3 separate regions of the Sus scrofa genome follow, and regions 1 and 2 are each linked to region 3. The links are chromatin contacts, called in public Hi-C and HiChIP or PLAC-seq maps. All regions are on one chromosome and are shown on one strand. Each heading gives the region's core, a stretch centred on a gene start, on an enhancer-like site or on the middle of the called end of the contact. The rest is flanking DNA. Distances are from core to core; before and after follow the strand shown. Region 1 has its middle 31 kb from the start of AXL. Region 2 overlaps SPTBN4 (spectrin beta chain, non-erythrocytic 4). Region 3 overlaps MIA (melanoma-derived growth regulatory protein).

Region 1 (2,700 bases), core at 180-2,679, 210 kb before region 3:
TCCCAGACCCTGTTTTAATTTATTAAGTAAGGTATTTCATAAAAATTAAATGAGGTAACATTTTGTAAGCACTTACAGTAGTACTTGGCATATCATCAGCTTTGAATGAGTTTGTTAAATATGTACAAGATTTTCATAGCCTGTTGTTACTACCTGGTAGCATCTTTTTTCTTTTTTGGCTGTGCTGGTGGCATGTGGAAGTTCCCAGACCAGAGATCAAACCCATGCCCCCATGCCACGGCAGTAACCTGAACCACTGCTCTGACAATGAAGGATCCTTAACATGCTAAGCCACAAGGGAACTCTTGGAAGCACCTCATATTTTGATTTTTTTTTTTTTTTTTGTCTTTTTAGGGCCAAACCTATGGCATATGGAAGTGTCCAGGCTAGGGGTTGAGTCAAAGCTATAGCTGCTGGCCTACACCACAACCACAGCAACACCAGATCCAAGCCCCGTATGCGACCTACACCACAGCTCACGGCCACACTGGATCCTTAACCCACTGAGCGAGGCCGGAGATGGAACCCTCATCCTCGTGGATACTAGTTGGGCTTGTTACTGCTGAGCCACGATGGGAACTCCTTTATGTGTTGATTTATATTTTTATTCTGTCTTCCTCCACCAAAATATTCTCTCCACGACGACAAGGACCTCTGTCTGGTTCACTGATGTGTTCCCCAGGGTCTGGCACACCATAGGTACTCAACAAATATTTTGTTGAAGGAGTGATTTGAATACAATGTGCTGGTCTCTCAAATTCCAATAAAGAGTCATCAGGGTTTCCAAATTCTCAATCTAAAGAGCAAAGATTGAGAGGTTCCCGACACAGATTTGCAGTCAAGGTGTCACGTGTGGTGGATCCTGCCCTCTCCTCCTCTCCGCCGGACCCCGCCTTCCCCCCACCCCCACCGATACTGCCCATCAGACACCCTCTGATCTAGGCTGGACGGGGCCCTGGGTAACACTCTTTAAAATTAACCTCCTACCATGGCTTTTCTTTCTTAGATCACTCTGGGGGCTGCCTACCTACCCCAGGGTTCCAGCAGGCTGAGTGGTGGGTAGGTTCTGGAAATTGCTGGGAGTTTATATTGCTTGGGGTCCTCCAAGTCTTCCAGTTCTGTCTTTTGCGGGGGGGAGGGGGGGGCTGGCACGCCCATGGCCTGTGGGAATTCCTGGTCCCTAGATTGAACCCGCGCCACAGCAGCGACCTGAGTGGCAGTGCCTCAAGAGAACGCCAAGCCTTATGGTTCCAGATCCCTACTTGCTAACTGGGGATGAACCACCTGCTCTCTGGCCTATGCCTTCCCCCGAATGTTCTTTTCCCGGCCTCGTTTATCTTAGTTTCTTTGCCTTTCCTCCTGCAAAGCTGCCCTGCCCAGCACCCAGAACTGGGGAAAGGGGAAGTTTAAGATGAGTCTTGCTTCCTTCCTGCTCCCCTAGGCCTGGATTCTAAGAACACCCTTGGCTGTGAGTAACATCAGACCGCAGGCAGTGATGTTCTTTGGTCTTCTGCTTTTGCCCGTCCTATTTCCCACATTCCATCTCCGCATCCCTTCCCTCATCCACCACTTCATCCCATGCTCTTGAAACTGAGTCCCCCTAAAAACAGTTTCCCTGCTGAGTTATGATTAACCTCTCTATTCCAAACTATGTTGTCTTTCTTTTCCCACCCCTGTTCCCCTCAGGACTGAGGACTATCAAAAAAAAGGGGAATTGAAAATGAGCGGAACTTGTGGGGTCCTCCTAGGTACTAAACCCCTCTGTGTCCCTTGCTGCTGCTGCTCCTGCTGCTTTTGCTTCTCCTTCTTCTTCTTCTTTTTGGCTGCACCCACAGCATGAAGAAGTTCCCAGGCCAAGGATCAAACCCATGCCACAGCAGCGACTGGAGCCACAGTAGTGACAACGCAGAATCCTTAACTTGCTGAGCCACAAGGGAACTCCCCCTGTTTCTTTTTTGTAGTAAAAAGCTTTAGTCTCCTAGCCCTTCCCTGAGTTTTTTTCTTTTTTTCTTTTTAGGGCCGTACCTGCGGCATATGGAGGTTCCCAGGCTAGGGGTCTAATCGGAGCTGTAGCCGCCAGCCTTCGCCAGAGCAACAGCAACGTGGGATCCAAGCCGAGTCTGCAAACTACACCACAGCTCACGGCAACATTCCAACGCCAGATCCTTAACCCACTGAGCGGTGCCGGGGATTGAACCCGCAACCTCTTGGTTCCTAGTCGGATTTGTTAACCACTGAGCCATGATGGGAACTCCCCTTCTCTGAGTTTTAAAGAAAAAACTGAAGCAGCTGGTAATTAGAGAAGTGAGGGAATGCACAAACAAAGGAGCAGTTGAGCAAGAAAATTAACGATGGCTCAAACAACGGTTCATTGATAAAACAAAACCCTAGTTCCTCCTCAAGTGAGAATCATAGCAATCGGATGCATATCTTTGAGTTGTCCTGCAGATGCCGACACCCCCCCCCACGCCCCGCCCCCATCCCGCCACCTCCCACCCAGGTGGAGGATGGTGACCACATGCATCACAAGCATGTAGACCCCAGACTGGTTGGAATCAGAGGGTTGATGATTAAGTTTCCCCAAACACCACGGTCACCTCACCACCAACCAATCACAAGGAAGTCCACAAACTGTTACCCTCACCCCAAATGTTGCCTTAAAAAAAAAAACAAAACCTTCCCTGGAAGTCATTGGGGAGT
Region 2 (2,700 bases), core at 186-2,685, 220 kb after region 3:
GCTTCAGGTGCTTTGTCACATGATGACAGGCAAGCCCTGACCCCCACATCAACCTGACTCATACTCGGACCCACCTGCTGCCTTCCCATATTCCAGTTGGTGAAACTGAGGCTCAGAGAGGAACAATGCCTGGTCCAGAGGAAAAACTGCACAATCCAGAATCTGAACCCAGGACCATGTGACCACAAAACCCTAGTGGCCCTCAGTCACTCTGCTTTTCCCTAATCGGGGACAATCAGACTCAGAAAGATGGGGTTATGTGCCATCAGTCACATGGGAGTACAAAGGGGATTCAAACTCTGGACAGTGTAGCTCCGGACTCTGGACTCTTCCCCTGGCCATGCTGAGCTAGACGAAAGAATGCTGGACCACGGATGAAAAGGAGGGAAGAGGGTGTTTCCTTGGCCAGAAAAAGAGCCTTGCTGAGGGCGGGGGAGGCAAGGAGTCCCCAGGGATCCAGCCCAGCAGCTGCAAAGCCTCCAGTGCATTTTCCCCTGGTTGGTCCCCCTCAGGTGGCAGGAGCCCAGCTCTCCCCAACCCTCCCCAAGCAAGAACTGGTGGCTGAGCCAGACCAGCTGGTCAGGCCCCCGGAGACTGGAAAAGCAGGGGCCCAGGACTCCACCATCTGGCCACTCAGCCAGGAAGGACAATTGGCGGAGGCCCTGCAGGAAGACTCGGTCATGTGGCCTAGACCTGGGAGGTGGGGTTCTAGGAAGGCCGCTGTAGCAGCTGGGATGGGGGACAAGGGGAAGGACATGAGGAGGACACAGGGAAAAGGAGAGATCAAGGGAGAGGGGAAGAAGAGTTCCCTGGTGGCTCAGCGGGTTAGGGACCTGGCATTGTCACTGCTGTGCTGTGGGTTTGACCCCTGGCCCTGGAACCTCCCCACGCCATGGGTGTGGTCATAAAGAAAAGGTGGGGGGGGGGAGAAAGATGGAGAATTGGAATAAAAAGAGACGAGAGAAGAGAGTAAGACAGAGATAAAGAGGCATGGGGAGTTCCCATCGTGGCTCAGCAGAAACGAATCCAACTAGTATCCATGAGGATGCAGGTTTGATCCCTGGCCTCACCCGGTGGGTTAAGGATCCGGCGTTGCTGTGAGCTCTGGTGTAGGTCGCAGACACAGCTTGGATCCCACGTTGCCATGGTTGTGGCGTAGAGCAGCAGCTACAGTTCTGTAGCTGGGAACTTTCATATACTTTAGGTGTGGCCCTAAAAAGACAAAAAAAAAAAAAAAACAGAGGCACTGAGACAGGTACAGAGAGAGACAGAGAGATGGGAGAAAGAAAATTAAAAGAAACAGACACAGAGGAACTGGAGGAGCAGGAGTGGGAGACAGGCTCCGATGAAGCAGAGGGGGACGGATCACTCACATCCCGCGCCTCAGACCCTGAGCCAGCACCTCCCCCAGCTGAGCCTGGCCCTGGCAGCCTGAGGGGCGGGGCAGCCAGGAAGTGTGCCCAGCTGGACGACACCCTCCCTCCTGCGCACGCCCAGGCCTGGGCTCTCAGGCGGGCCCAGGGGCAGCAGGGAAGCCTTTCTCCCCAGGCAGCAGGGAGGCCTTTCTCCCCAGTGGCAGCTTCTTAGGCTCAGCTGGGCTACATCTGGGGGCCTTGGCCCATTGAGTCACTGCCCACCTCGTGCTCCCTCTGCTGGGGAATTAGCCCAGGAGTCCTGAGCTGGGGCCTGCCCATTGCTGTGTGACCCCGGGGCCAGTCTCCTGTCTGCCCTGGGGCTGTCTCTCCTTTAAACAAAGGGGACCCCACTTCATGGTCTCCAGGGCCTGGTGGGGCTGAACCCCCATGTGCAGGGAACAGAGTACAGAGAGGGACTCTGCACTGGTTTAGGGCAGGAGGCCCCAAACCCTCCCTTTGAAACCTAAATGGCCAAAAAGGGAGATAAGGACACTCGAGGTCATGCATGCTCCCCAAAATGCAAAAGCAAAGACTACAGGAAGAAGAAGAAGAAAAAAAAAAGACCACCGTGAGATACACTTCCCATCCATCAGACAGGGAAAACATCTAAAAAGTCTGACAGGAGTTCCCATCGTGGCTCAGTAGTTAATGAATCCGACTAGGAACCATGAGGTTGCGGGTTTGATCCCTGGCCTTCAGTGGGTTAAGGATCTGGTGTTGCCGTGAGCTGTGGTGCAGGTTGCAGATGTGGCTCGGATCCCGCGTTGCTGTGGCTGTGGCGTAAGCCGGCTGCTACAGCTCCGATTAGACCCCTAGCCTGGGAACCTCCATATGCCGCGAGAGCGGCCAAAGAAAATGGCAAAAAAACAAAACAAAACAAAAGCCTGACAATACCAAGTGTTGATGAGTAGGGGTCAGGAGCTCTCATTTGCTGCTGGGCGGACAGCATTAAATGACCTGAGAACTGGGGCAAGTCCGTCAGCGTCAGGTGAACTGTAGCCAGCTCCAACTTTTGGCACCACATTAATGCTTCACAGAGCATCCCCCCCAGCACAGCTTTTTATTTTTACTTTTTGTCTTTTTAGGACTGCACCTGCAGCATATGGAGGTTCCCAGGCAAGGGGTCAAATCAGAGCTGCAGCTGCCAGCCTACACCATAGCCACAGCCACACCAGATCTGGGCCGTGTCTGTGACCTACACCACAGCTCACTGCAACGCCGAATCCTTAACCCACTGAGTGAGGCCAGGGATCGAACCCACATCCTCATGCATACTATCTGATTT
Region 3 (2,725 bases), core at 173-2,672:
AGAGGGAGTGAGAAAGTCAGGTGTGTGCAGCTGAGGTAAACTTTTATTTCTTGGCTGACAACTTTCACGCCCATGCTCCTCCCAGCACCTTTCATCCTGCCCAAGCAGTGGCAGCCTAGTCCAAAAGGTGCCATGGCCAAAGGGGTTGGGGAGTCACTTCACATTCCAGGCTGGAGGAGTAGGGGGCTTGGGGATACTCCCCCCATAAACCTTTGCCAGCAAGAGGCCATGACTCACCCCAACCTCAAATCCTGCATCCTGGTGGGAGGTGGCAGTGCCTCCTTCCAGCTCTCCAAACCTGAGAGGGGGAATGACCAAACAGGGCAGGACACAGGGGCCCAGCTCCAGTAACGGCAGCCCCCAGCACTGGCCTCTGCCCGGGTCACAACCCCAGTCCCCATCCCAGGGCAGGAGAGGTCTCTCCTCCTCCTTGGTCCTCAGCGTTGGACGGAGCCCTCCACACCAGGCAGGACAGAGGCAAAGTCAGAAGCAGAGGCGGTGGCGGGGAAGGAGCAGGCACTGAGACTGGTGGGCTGCTGGCCTGGCAGCACCAGGGCCCAGGGCTCTCTGAAGTCAGGGCAAGCCGGCTGTCCATGCAGCTCTGGGGCTGGCCACTAGGTGGGCGTAGTTGGCTGCGATACAGGTACTTGGACACCTTTCTGTCCTGCTGCTGGGGGTGAGACAGGTGATTGAGTCATCAGGGAAGGGACAAGAAGGTCAAAGAACCCTGGGAAAATGGGGAGAGCACCAGGAAGAAATGGGGCTCATGCTGGGGGTAACAAGAGAGTGAACTACCTAGAGAAGGTAGGCAAAGAGGGAGGAATGAGTGGCAGGATTCAGTGACCCCAGTGGGGCGGCTTGAGGGCTAGGGAGGACTTGAGGGAGGGGACACCATTTGGGAAGCAAGTACCTAGCTGATACTTGTCTTTGGCTGCTGCTCTCTCCTTGGCGTCAAAATACCAGACAGTGATGGCATACCTGGGGACCAGAGCAGCCCCAAGGGGTGGTTAGGGATCACTTTTCTTCAATTCCAGCCACCATATCCACCCTTCTGAGCCCGGCTGCTCCCATGCAGGCGCTCTCACAGCACTTCATCACTTCCTAGTCACTCCAGGGATCTGACAAGCCTTTGTTGGCACAAGGGCGAGCGCCTGGGCACATCCTCAGAAGTATGGACCTTACCTGGTGGCATAGGCTGGTTTCACCTCATGGGGGTTCCGCCGATCAGACCAGAAAATGAGCAGCCGGTCAAAGAGTGGCTCGATGTTGGCTACCACAGGCCGGCCCTCTGGGAATATCTGCAGCAGGCCGCCATGCACCTGAGAGCATTCGAGAACGAGGCAGGAGGCCCGTTAGTCCTGCCTAGAGCCGCCCTGTCCCCCTGCACTGCCGGCCTCCAGGAGCCCACCAGGGGGCAGAGTAGCTGCACACGCCACTCCCTCCCTCCCACCACTCAGGCTCTTAAAATGACAGCCCAGAGTCCGCGTCACCATGGAGATGGGCAGGAAGCTACTGAAGACTACAGGATATGGGGTGGGAGAAGCTTTCATTAGGCTGGGGGCTGGGCAGACAGCCCCATTTCCCAAAGAGGGGAGAACGGCTACCACACAGTCAGCTGGAGAGGAGGTCCACTTCCCAGGAAGAGCTACTGGGCAGATTACAGCGCCCCCCCCGCGGGTTGAAAAAATAAATAAGACAATGCTAGAAGCTGAGCTGGGAGTGAAAAATGAAATGGATGCAGGCCACCCCAACAGCGACCCCCTACCTTGACGTCCCAGTTCTGATTCAGGTAATAGATACAGGTGATGCAGCGCCCATCGCCGTGGGGATTGTCAACGTGTCTCACGTACCCCAGCCCGTTGCCTGGGTAACATGCCACCATGGCCTGGCAGAGACATGGAGGTGGGTTTACTGAGGCTGGTAGGCAGGGACTTTGGGGGAAGCAGCGATTACCTCCTCTTTTGCACCCCTCCCTGTCCCTCATCTCTCTGACACAAGTGTCCTGGGCAGCTCCCAGGGTTTCAGCACCCAGACTTCTTTTTCAGCCAAGCCCCATGCACCAGAAACCCCAGCTCCTAGGCCTCAAAAAGCCTACTCCCCACACACATGCCCAGAACCTGGCAATGAGATGCGGCTCAATGAGTAACGGAAGATTTGGTTTCTTTTCCTTTTTTGGGCCGCACCTGTGGCAACATACGAAAGTTCCCAGGCAAGGGGTCGAATCAGAGCTGTAGCTGGCAGTCTACGCTCAGGATCCAAGCTGTGTCTGCGACCTACACCACCACTCACAGAAACACTAGACCCCCAACCCAGAGGCCAGGGATTGAACCCATATCCTCAAGGATACCAGTGAGATTCGTTTCTGCTGTGCCGCAATGGGAACTCCCTGAAGGTTTTCTTTCTTAAATATAGTCCAACCCCATCTTAGATACCTCAGAGGAATAAAACCAATTTAAGTATTTTCTGGTGTGCAAAGCTGTGCCCTCACAGCCCCACACCAGATCTCTCCCTGAGCTGCAGAGTTGGAATCTCCCGGGACAATGATGCCCACGCCTACCCCAGAGATTCTGATGTACTTGCTCTTAGGTACAGCCTAGAACTTTTAAGGTTCCCCACGTAATTTTTTTTTGCTTTTTAGGGCCACGGGTATGGCAGTTCCCAGGCTAGGGGATGAATCAGAGCTGTAGTTGCCCGCTACAACCCGGCCACATGGGATCCAAGCTGT

What was found. A called contact is a pair of places that touch in the nucleus more often than the background predicts. HiChIP or PLAC-seq counts read pairs in DNA pulled down with a chosen protein or histone mark.
Region 1: a contact with region 3 is called in an H3K27ac HiChIP or PLAC-seq map of alveolar macrophages. The contact joins two enhancer-like sites. A contact is called at or near these places in 1 of 47 Hi-C or Micro-C datasets (heart right ventricle) and 1 of 2 datasets of contacts at active chromatin or transcription factors (alveolar macrophages).
Region 2: a Hi-C map of omental adipose tissue shows a contact between it and region 3, with 1.6 times the contacts expected there. The contact joins two enhancer-like sites. A contact is called at or near these places in 6 of 47 Hi-C or Micro-C datasets (embryonic fibroblasts, epiblast stem cells, mesenteric adipose tissue and 3 more).

What each region holds. Positions count from the first base shown.
Region 1 is chr6:49,213,855-49,216,554 of Sscrofa11.1, reverse strand. No RefSeq gene overlaps it. Among named protein-coding and RNA genes, the nearest start is that of AXL, 31 kb to the left of the region's middle. Within about 2 kb of position 1,429, at least 4 of the 83 cell types and tissues checked have an H3K27ac peak or open chromatin away from gene starts, as enhancers often do. A contact at or near this core is called in alveolar macrophages, where this site is marked.
Region 2 is chr6:48,785,631-48,788,330 of Sscrofa11.1, reverse strand. All of the region lies in intron 20 of SPTBN4 (spectrin beta chain, non-erythrocytic 4), which reads right to left. Among named protein-coding and RNA genes, the nearest start is that of SHKBP1, 26 kb to the left of the region's middle. Within about 2 kb of position 1,435, at least 4 of the 83 cell types and tissues checked have an H3K27ac peak or open chromatin away from gene starts, as enhancers often do. A contact at or near this core is called in omental adipose tissue, where this site is marked.
Region 3 is chr6:49,007,343-49,010,067 of Sscrofa11.1, reverse strand. MIA (melanoma-derived growth regulatory protein) reads right to left here. Exons shown (of 14, transcript XM_021094410.1): 11 at 1,766-2,725; 12 at 1,183-1,319; 13 at 911-978; 14 at 26-670. RAB4B (ras-related protein Rab-4B) reads right to left here. Exons shown (of 12, transcript XM_003481855.4): 9 at 1,766-2,725; 10 at 1,183-1,319; 11 at 911-978; 12 at 26-670. EGLN2 (egl nine homolog 2) reads right to left here. Exons shown (of 6, transcript XM_013988588.2): 3 at 1,766-1,885; 4 at 1,183-1,319; 5 at 911-978; 6 at 26-670. The coding sequence ends at 615. Among named protein-coding and RNA genes, the nearest start is that of EGLN2, 6.4 kb to the right of the region's middle. Within about 2 kb of position 1,422, at least 22 of the 83 cell types and tissues checked have an H3K27ac peak or open chromatin away from gene starts, as enhancers often do. A contact at or near this core is called in alveolar macrophages and omental adipose tissue, where this site is marked.